Linked DNA regions of Bombyx mori: region 2 is linked to region 1. Evidence: chromatin contacts called from public Hi-C data. All regions are on one chromosome and are shown on one strand. The core of a region is the stretch at or near the end of the contact, and the rest is flanking DNA. Distances in the headings are between cores, read along the strand shown. Region 1 has its middle 5.7 kb from the start of LOC101738508. Region 2 has its middle 22 kb from the start of TRNAT-UGU.

The links. Hi-C and Micro-C count contacts between places; a contact is called where the count stands out from the background.
Region 2: a Hi-C map of whole pupa shows a contact between it and region 1, with 1.9 times the contacts expected there. The contact joins two enhancer-like sites. A contact is called at or near these places in 2 of 7 Hi-C or Micro-C datasets (both in whole pupa).

Annotation. Positions count from the first base shown.
Region 1 is chr11:14,821,615-14,826,445 of ASM3026992v2, forward strand. No RefSeq gene overlaps it. Among protein-coding and RNA genes, the nearest start is that of LOC101738508, 5.7 kb to the left of the region's middle. Within about 2 kb of position 2,722, at least 8 of the 8 cell types and tissues checked have open chromatin away from gene starts, as enhancers often do.
Region 2 is chr11:14,957,339-14,961,904 of ASM3026992v2, forward strand. No RefSeq gene overlaps it. Among protein-coding and RNA genes, the nearest start is that of TRNAT-UGU, 22 kb to the right of the region's middle. Within about 2 kb of position 1,468, at least 2 of the 8 cell types and tissues checked have open chromatin away from gene starts, as enhancers often do.

The sequences.
Region 1 (4,831 bases), core at 1,472-3,971:
TTTTTACATTACTGTTGCAATAGTAATTATTTTTTAAATGATTTCATAGTCTGTGTCGTCTGTTTTGAGACATAATATTTAAAAAATAGTGCATTGGAATAACGGATACCTTATGACGATGATGGTCGTGCGGTCACAATTCACTATACTAAAGAAGAAAAGAACACCATATTAGATCACTCAGTGTTTATTTTGTGCAATTATTAAGTTTTGTTAGTACTGAGTTGAATTTTTTAATCTTGAGGGTAGTCAGAGAGCATAAATAGAGCACATATGGGTTTTTGCATGTGACGCATTCAATATGTTTTCTCATTGGCAAAATTTGTTTCTATCTGAATTTTATTGCATAGCCGGTCCAATGAATTCAGCCCACCTGTTTTAAATGGTTCTCGCAGCTCACACTGTGAATGCTGTCACCGACCCTTTAGACACGATGTCTTAGTATTAGCACCAGTAAAGTGGTAAACTCATGCTACTTTAGAAAAAAAATGTTTGTCCTACGTAATCTTTGATAGCCTAAGAGGCTATTCCAACTTCGCGAGGACGGGTAGGTGACCTCACGGGGCTCTAATTGAGAGAATTAGCCCTAGCAAGAGCAGAGCAGTGCGACCCACTGAGAAGATCCGGCGGGAAATTCAGTGGGTGTGTTCTTCACGTCGCATTTGACGAGTTCGACGAGAACGGCGATCGGTCCATGGTGAGCTTAAAAGCACAGATAGTGGATCAGAAGGATCCGGTCGACGTCGCCCAAAAGACGCCATTACGGATCCTCCCGATCAATTAACAGTGCTTTTAGGTACCTCAAGCACCGGTCACCGTCCTCGCCGAACCCGGCGCTTGCGACGAAGGGCCGACGAGTAAATTAACCCATATAGGATAGACACAGCCCACTGGGTTTCTCGCCGGATATTCTCAGTGGGTCGCGTTTCCGATCCAGTGGTAGATTCTGCGAAGCACTGCTCTTGCTAGGGCCAGTGTGAGCAACACTCTCGGTTTGAGCTCCGTGAGCTCACCTACATATCAAGGAGAAGCTGAAATAGCCTGTTAAGGCTATCAGCATAGGCAGGGGAAAAAAAAGAAGGATCCAATAGCAAATGTCTTGGACGACGGCCGCTTTGCGTTGCTTCCTCGCCTGGGTATATATACATTGAGAGTATATGTACATAATATATATTAAGAGGTGGTCACGATAAGATTTTTATCGCGTCCTAAGATAAGATTGTAATCGTGTCGCGTCACTTTTTCGAAGAAGCTTAGAAGAAGTGCTTATATATGTAGATGCTTAGACTAGGAACGGCTTCAGCTCATAGTCTGTATGTGTTGTCATGGGTTAGTCAGAGTCGCGTTTGTGTTCTAGAACGTCAACAGTAATGTTTGGTTACGGCGCGTGGCGTGCATTGTCTTTGTGACCGATGTTTTGACAAGTGAAGTTTCGAGGAAAACGTATGACAGAGCCAATGTTTATTTAACTTCCCTGTTGTTGATAGACGTCCTATATGAATTATAATTATTGTTGAATTGTTTGATTGTTGAATTAATAATATAGACGATGACCGAGCTTTGCTCGTTTTTTTTTTGATAACGCCATCTTGTTGTCTTTAATTAAAGCGGTTAGTTGCAAAAATAGTATTATTATTCGCCAATAGATGTCGGGAAGAGTTGATTATTGAAAACACGAATAAAACAATATTTTCTGAAAATAAATCGTAGCTAGATCGATTTATCGCCCCCGAAATCCCCTGTATACTAAATTTTATGAAAATCGTTGGAGCCGTTTCCGAGATTCTGATTATATATATATATATATTAATATACAAGAATTGCTCGTTTAAATGTATAAGATAAATAATGTATCACTGCGTTTTTATATTGCATGAATACGAATTTATTTCTGATATTATGGTTTCTTTTATTCATTGTTAAAACAAAAACCGGTACTCAAAGAGCAATTAATGTAAACGTAAAATTTTTACATAATTATGTGTACAATATTTACACAAGTCAACAATATTTACGGTTTTAATGTTCAAATGAATAAATATTGTTTTTCGGAATTCTTGTACGCTTTTTTCGACTCTAATTTATCCTTCGTAAGGACGTAGCTGTCGATCTTAATTTACATTATAGCAGTTAAATGCTCCGAACATGTAACGGTATGCAATAATGCCTTTACAACCCTAAAGCCTTGTATAGACTCTCTCCACCACCGACGACGGGCGCACACAAAATACAATACAGCGTTTGAGGAGTAATAGGGTTGTCCATAAAAAAATATTAGGTCCCTGTCAGTCCAGTGCACCTTTATGTAAAAAAATTAAATTACGTTAAAATACAATTTAATTTTATTTTGTATTTATTACTAGTGAAATCCGGTCAAGCTCTGCTGTGCTTATTTTATGAAAACCATAGATTTCTAAAGTATCATTTTTTTATTGCTGTAGATGAGCCGACGAGGTCATGACCCGCCAAACCTTAACTTAGTAATGTTTATGAAGCCCAGGTATGAATTAGTTAGAGTGTCATTCAAAAGCAGTTAAAAATATGGTCCGCTGAAGAAACCATGTAAGTCGATAGCCCTATATCTCCCCTTATAAATGAACATGAAACCCCACTTTAATAAAACATCTCGATAATGAAAAGTCAGACGGTCATAGAGGGTGGCGAATTACCCTTCATAAGAGATTTCAATTGAAACGAACTAACGTAGACTGTATGCGGTTCACGTAAATATCAAAATCGTATACACAGCTCAGTCTACGGTTCGCGCAATAATATCTTAATGATATGGAATCAGAAAGTATCTTTGAATTTTCGAAAGAATAAAAGGCGTAAGTCCCCGCTTCGGTAATACGTAAATATGTTTTAAGGTTTTTTTGATAAAGTTGTTTATGACGTGGGGGTGGTTTCAGTTCAGTTAAGAAGACGACATTTGACATTCATTGCGTTTTATTCGATAGGGCACGTGCACGGCCACCTGTCGTTGAATCTGCACTTGTTCTACTCATGTATAGAGTTTCTAATTAATGTACGCAAATAAAATTGCTTTAAGAACGTTTGCAGATTATAAATGGAAATCAGATGTACATATTCGGATCGGTTTGATTGTTTGTTAGCCTCTGTTTTTGTCATTTAGTATTTTCATCGGTTTTCGCGATTCGAAATCTATATATGTATATACTAGCGACCCGCCCTCGTTTCGCTTTGGAAACATTAAAACACACATGAAACCAAAAAAAAAAAATTAAAAAAAAATTAAAAAAAGTAGCCTATGTTCATAAGGGACAATGTCGGCTTCTAATGGAAAAAGAAGTTTTCAAATCGGTCCAGTAGTTTCGGAGCCTATTCGAAACAAACAAACAAACAAATCTTTCCTCTTTATAATCTTTATTATATATAATATATAGTATAGAAAAATGAAATGTTGTTCGTTAGTCTCGCTAAAACTCGAGGACGGCTGGACCGAATCAGCTAATTTTGGTCTTGAATTATTTGTGGAGAGTCCAGAGAAGGTTTAAAAGGTAGATAAATATGAAAATTTTGTTCTTCCTTTGATGTCCCCTCCCCGTCGGACGGATTACTTTTGTTTGTTTTAAGTTTATTTTACACAAAAGCTTAGGTCTTTTATTTATCGACTGAGGCACTACGAAGTCTGCCGGGTCAGCTAGTTAATTAATAATTAATATTGATATTACATTAATAACAATGAAATCTTTTTTACTCAGTCGCTCGCTGACTAAGAAAACTATAAAGTAGGTACTCGAAATGTTGGAAATAATATAATTAATGGCTTAGCATTATTGATATTTGTGATAGATTCAAGCTATATCGCCGGATCTTTTCAGTGGGTCGCGATTCCGATACGAGGGTAGATTCAGAGAAGCATTGCTCTTGGTACGTAGATTTTAGCAAATCCACTAAGGCTGGGTCCCGTGAGCTCCCCGTAGTATTGAATGCTAGCAGTGACAGGCAGGCAAAATAAATAATAATACTTTAATTCAATCAGACAAATGATAAGAGCACTCACAGACCACTTTTCCTCCCGATCCATTCACGGTGCTTTTAGGTACCTCAAGTACCGGGCACCGTCCTCGCCGAACCCGTAGCTTGCGACGAAGGGCTCAACGAGTAAATTAAACCATAGACACAGCCGACTGAGTTTCTCGCCGGATCTTCTCAGTGGGTCGCGTTTCCGATCCGGTGGTAGATTCTGCAAAGCACTGCAGGGTCAGTGTTAGCAACCCTTACGTTTTGAGCCCCGAGAATTCACCTACACGCTAGGGTAAAGCTGAAATACCATCTCGAGGCTATCAGCATAGGTAGGGAAAGAAAAGCCCACAGTCAGTCCTTACGTTTTGATTTCATAATTTATGAAGAAGTAAAATATAAATAAAAAAAACGTTGAATATTCACGTATTCAACAATGGTAGTTTGTTGGTTGTCCAACGGTAAACTGTATAAATTAGTGGGGAAAAAAACACGATAGAATTAATTTATAATGATAATATGCGGACTAAGTTTCAAAAGACAATGAATATTAAAATTAATTCGAGAACAGTTAACGAAGATAAGTGTATGGTTGAACGACGCGCTCACTGTGGCTTTCTTTATGCAACGTGACCAGAAATGAAACTATTGAAATAAATTGTCATTTTTAAATAATAATCGATTCGGGTCTCGTTCGATGCAAATGGCCGGCGCCGGATGCAGACCTCCCATTGACAAACGGCATTGCATCGGCGACAAAACGAATTCAAAATGGCGCCTCGCTGGTTTATCGCCAGCCGACAATTTCAAGGCCTCAAATAAACACTTCCGCCCGTTACGTGGCATT
Region 2 (4,566 bases), core at 218-2,717, 130 kb after region 1:
GGCAATAGTCGTAACTAAAAATTCTTGGCCGTTTGATGTGTGATGACGATCGTTTGTCGGAAATTATAAATTTAAAGTGAAGAATGTATTTTTTTTTAAATTTATTTTGGTAATTTTAGTAAGTAATATATTAATTTAAATCACGCCTACAAATATTTTTACAAATACTTTTAGATGTTAGTTCCTGGATTTAAATTTATTTTACGATAATAAGGTTGTCACGTTCGTGATTTTAGAAGTCGCTGCTAATACGTACGATAAATGTTAACTTATTTTCAATTATATGAGGTTTCAATTGTTAGGTTAATTGTATTTTGTGGGTCAATAGGTATATTCTTTTATTTTATTGTAAAAGGCAAAGGCATCTAATTTTAAAAGATTTATGCTGTTAACACGATATTCCCTGAGGCTATTGAGTTTTTCAAAAATATTTATTTTCATTAAACGACGGGTGAAAAAGGGTCTTTACATAATCAACGTGTTCCCGTTCCGTGTAAAAGTTCGCCATTAAAGTACCGTTGCATGGTACAATTATGTTATTGGCGCCGGAGCTACCGATTCGACACACATAAACTGGTCAAACTAGATGTTTCGGTCCAGTTTGTTTGCGTTTAGCAACTTTGACTGTTTACTTTAAAAATTTAAATTACGATTGGTATTGGATATCGTTTTCATTGAATGTTTGGTGTTATGTAAGGTTGGTTTGATATGATCGACTGTGTCATAATTTTATGCTTTTTAGTGATTTAGGTAGCCTTTTTTTCCCTTCCTATGCCGATAGCCTTAAGAGGCTATATCAGCGTTACCCTAGTGTGTAGGTGAGCTCTCGGGTCTCAAACCGGAGGTGTTGGTAACACTGGCCCTAGCAAGAGCAGTACTTCGTAAAATCTGCCACCGGATCGGAAACGCGACCCACTGAGAAGATCCGGTGAGAAACTCAGTGGGCTGTGTCTATGGGTTAATTTACTCGCCGAGCCCTTTGTCATAAGCGACAAGTTCGGCGAGGACGGTGACCGGTGCTTGAGGTACCTAAAAGCACCGTTAATGGATCGATATAGCATTACACAACTTGTTCAGTACGAGATAACGGTTTAGAAATGTTATTTATTTAGAAACACACGCAGGAACCTAGGGTTCCGGTGAGATCACGGTTCCGGTAACCAGAAATGACAAACTGGCCAATTTCACATACATAACAGTTTGAATATCATTCACCAGGTTTATTGAAACTGATGATTTGAATAAAGTCGTTTTTACGTTAAAATAAGTTTTTCCTTAGATGGTAAAAGAACGCATTGACCACGTAGTAGTCGGTGATCACCGGGGCGTGGATCCCAGTGTGGTCAGAGCGCGGAGGGTCCAATCTCGGTGGGCCGTGCTGGAGTCATGGTCCAGGTGGCTGGTCGATCCTTCAGCTGGTCGTAGGACCGTCGAGGCGATTCTCCCGGCCCTTGTGGATTGGGTGAATCGTGATAGAGGACGCCTCACTTTCCGCCTCAGGCAGATGCTCACTGGGCATGGTTGCCTCGGTGAGTTCCTGTACCGGATCGAAGCCGAGCCGAGGGCAGAGTGCCACCATTGTGGTTGCGACTTAACACATGAAATTGAACTACATTACGGACATAAAACTATATACACGCATTTTAGTTATTAGGCCACTTAATTTCATAACAACGAAGCGATAAAGCTTGCTTACCTGGCATTTCAGTATCATACACAATCAATTGAAAAGAAGCATTTTAAAGATTGCATTCGATGTTTTACAACAAGGAAACAATTACAATTATGGTACAATAGGAAGGAACGTCCATTCTACAAAGGAATATTGTCACCACGATGCAACCTTAAACGGCAGCCTTTAACGCCGTGAAATTTCTACTGTGGGTAGTTGAAGTGTATACACTAGTTTGTTGAGCTCTCAGTGTTTTTAATTGTTAAAAATATATATTTTTACCTATTCATATCTAAATGCTATAATTTGGGTTCCAAAACTTGCTTCACAACAGCTCATAACAAGTTCTCTCTATTAATATCACTTCACATCATCACTACTGCCACATCATCAATAGCGCCGCATCATGGATCTGTACACTAAGTTACAAGAGGTGGAATCAAGCGTTGTGCAGAGGATGACTGAGTTTGAAGCAATGCTGAGCAGTCACCAGTCACCACACACGGACCTAGGCAAGTTGTCACAAGATTTCATCGCATTCCGGAATCTCACACTACAAACACTCAACATGCTGAGGTCACAGATGGAGCTTGTTCTCTTGGGGTTGGACAGGCATGAGATGGCGTCGCGTCGTAAGGTCCTTCTGTTTCATGGAATCCCGGAGTCAGATGCCACAGACCCAGCAACAGCAATTGTGGGTATATTAACCAACCAAATGAAGGTGGCTGGTTGCACAGAAGAGGACTTAACTGCTTGCTATCGGTTAGGCTCCAACACCAATAAGCCTAGGCCTATATTAGTCAGGTTCATGAGTTTGAGGCGATGCAATGAAGTGTGGAAGAACAAGACACTCCTGAAGGGTTCTAGGGTCATCATTTCAGAATTTCTGACCAAATCACGTCATGATGTCTTTTTGGAGGCCCGCTCTCATTTCGGCGTTAAGCGCTGCTGGACAACAGATGGGAAAATAATCGTCCTTCTCCCGGATAATAAACGCAGTAAGATTGAACAGATGTTTGAACTTCAGCATCTGAAAACCAAGTTTCCCTCGGCTCAAAAAGCGCAAGGAGCTCCTCAGTCATCTGGGAAATCTCATGACGAACCCAAGACGGCACCAAAATCAGCGGCAGAGCGAGAAATCGGCAAGAGGACGACTCGTCGAAAGTAGTATGGCGGTATCTTGAACTTATTCATAGATGTAACACTAAAAACTTAGTTATCTATTCGAGGTAGTTGTAATGCGTTTTTGAACATTATTTCGATCAACTTTCAAAATTACCAACATATAAAAATTTTGATTGTAAATAATTGTAATAGAACTGACAGATAGATAAGTGATAATCATAGATTATGCACTTAGTAGTAGCAGCAGTAGGGTTTTTCTCGAAGAGAAAGGCAATGGAACTATGCCATACAGCCAACTCTTAAGTTTTATATTGTCAATATAGATTATACATTTACTTAATATATTTGTGACAATGATAATAGAATTTGCGTTTTGTTTTTAGTATGTACATTTTCTGACTTAGATTAAAGTGATTTGCCAATCTCGAAAGGAGCGTTTGTGAAGTAAGTTACAGTTGTAAATCTTTAGATTTTAGTTTTACGTTAGCTTTATTTATTTTTTAGTGTTTTCTATTATTTTACTGTATTTTTGTTTAGTATATATTTATATTATATTATCTTAGTATGTCAAATTTAGATATTAATGATGCCTTCTTCTCATGCTCTTCCTCAAGCTCGTCTGACATAAGCTATGGTAGTGCATTTAGTGAGGATGATGACTCAACTCATTTGCGAGACTTGATTCAAGCAAAATTTTCGCCGTTTCCTAAGTTCCTCAACATCGTTCACATAAACGCACAGAGTGTCCCAGCCCACTATCCCGATCTCTTGTCCTCTTTCGATTCCAGTGTCGTCCATGCAGTACTCATCTCTGAATCCTTTCTTAAACCTGCTCTTCCCTCTACTCAGTACTCTCTACCTGGGTATCGCTTATTACGCAACGACAGAACAGGGAAAGGAGGAGGTGGCGTAGCGATTTATCTTCGTTCTGATATTCCTTCTAAAGTTATTGATGCGTCCCCAGGTGAATATACGCAGTCCGCAGAAAACCTATTTATTGAAATCTCCTTTCACCATACTAAGCTTCTTCTAGGCGTTCTTTATAGCCCCTCTTCTCATGTTGACTATTTCTCCTCTTTCGAATCTAAACTTGAATCTCTTTCCCCCCTTTATGATCATACAATAATTCTTGGTGATTTTAACACCTGCCTTCTGAAATCTGACAGCCGTGCTGATAAACTTCGTGCGGTAGTTACTTCTCTCAACTTAAATATCCTCCCTCTTGCAGCTACACACTGTGCACCTCAATATCAAGACCACTCCCTTCTGGATTTAATTATTGTTTCTGAATCCAACATGGTTGCTACACACGGACAACTATCGGCTCCTTTTTCCTATCATGATTTAATTTATCTCTCCTACAAGATTCGTCCTCCTAAACCCAAACCCAAATACCTTTTCCTTCGTAGCTTCAAGGGTATAGGCGTGGAGCGATTGCGGGCTGACGCGAGGAATGTTGACTGGTCGACTGTCTTCGGCTCTGACACGATCGATGACATGGTTTGTTCTTTCAATAAAAATATCTCGCTTCTTTATGATAATCATGCTCCCATCAGACGTGTCAGAGTTAAACAGTTACCCTCACCTTGGTTATCCGACTCAATTAGGCAGATGATGGCCAGGAGAGATAAGGCTAAACGCAGATACAGAAAGCTCCCAACCGAAGACAATCTTACAACTTACAAGAAACTTCGTAATCGTTGCAATCGGATGTGTAGAGATGCCAAAAGACGCCATATTCATAGCTCCTTAGAGGGTCTGAACACATG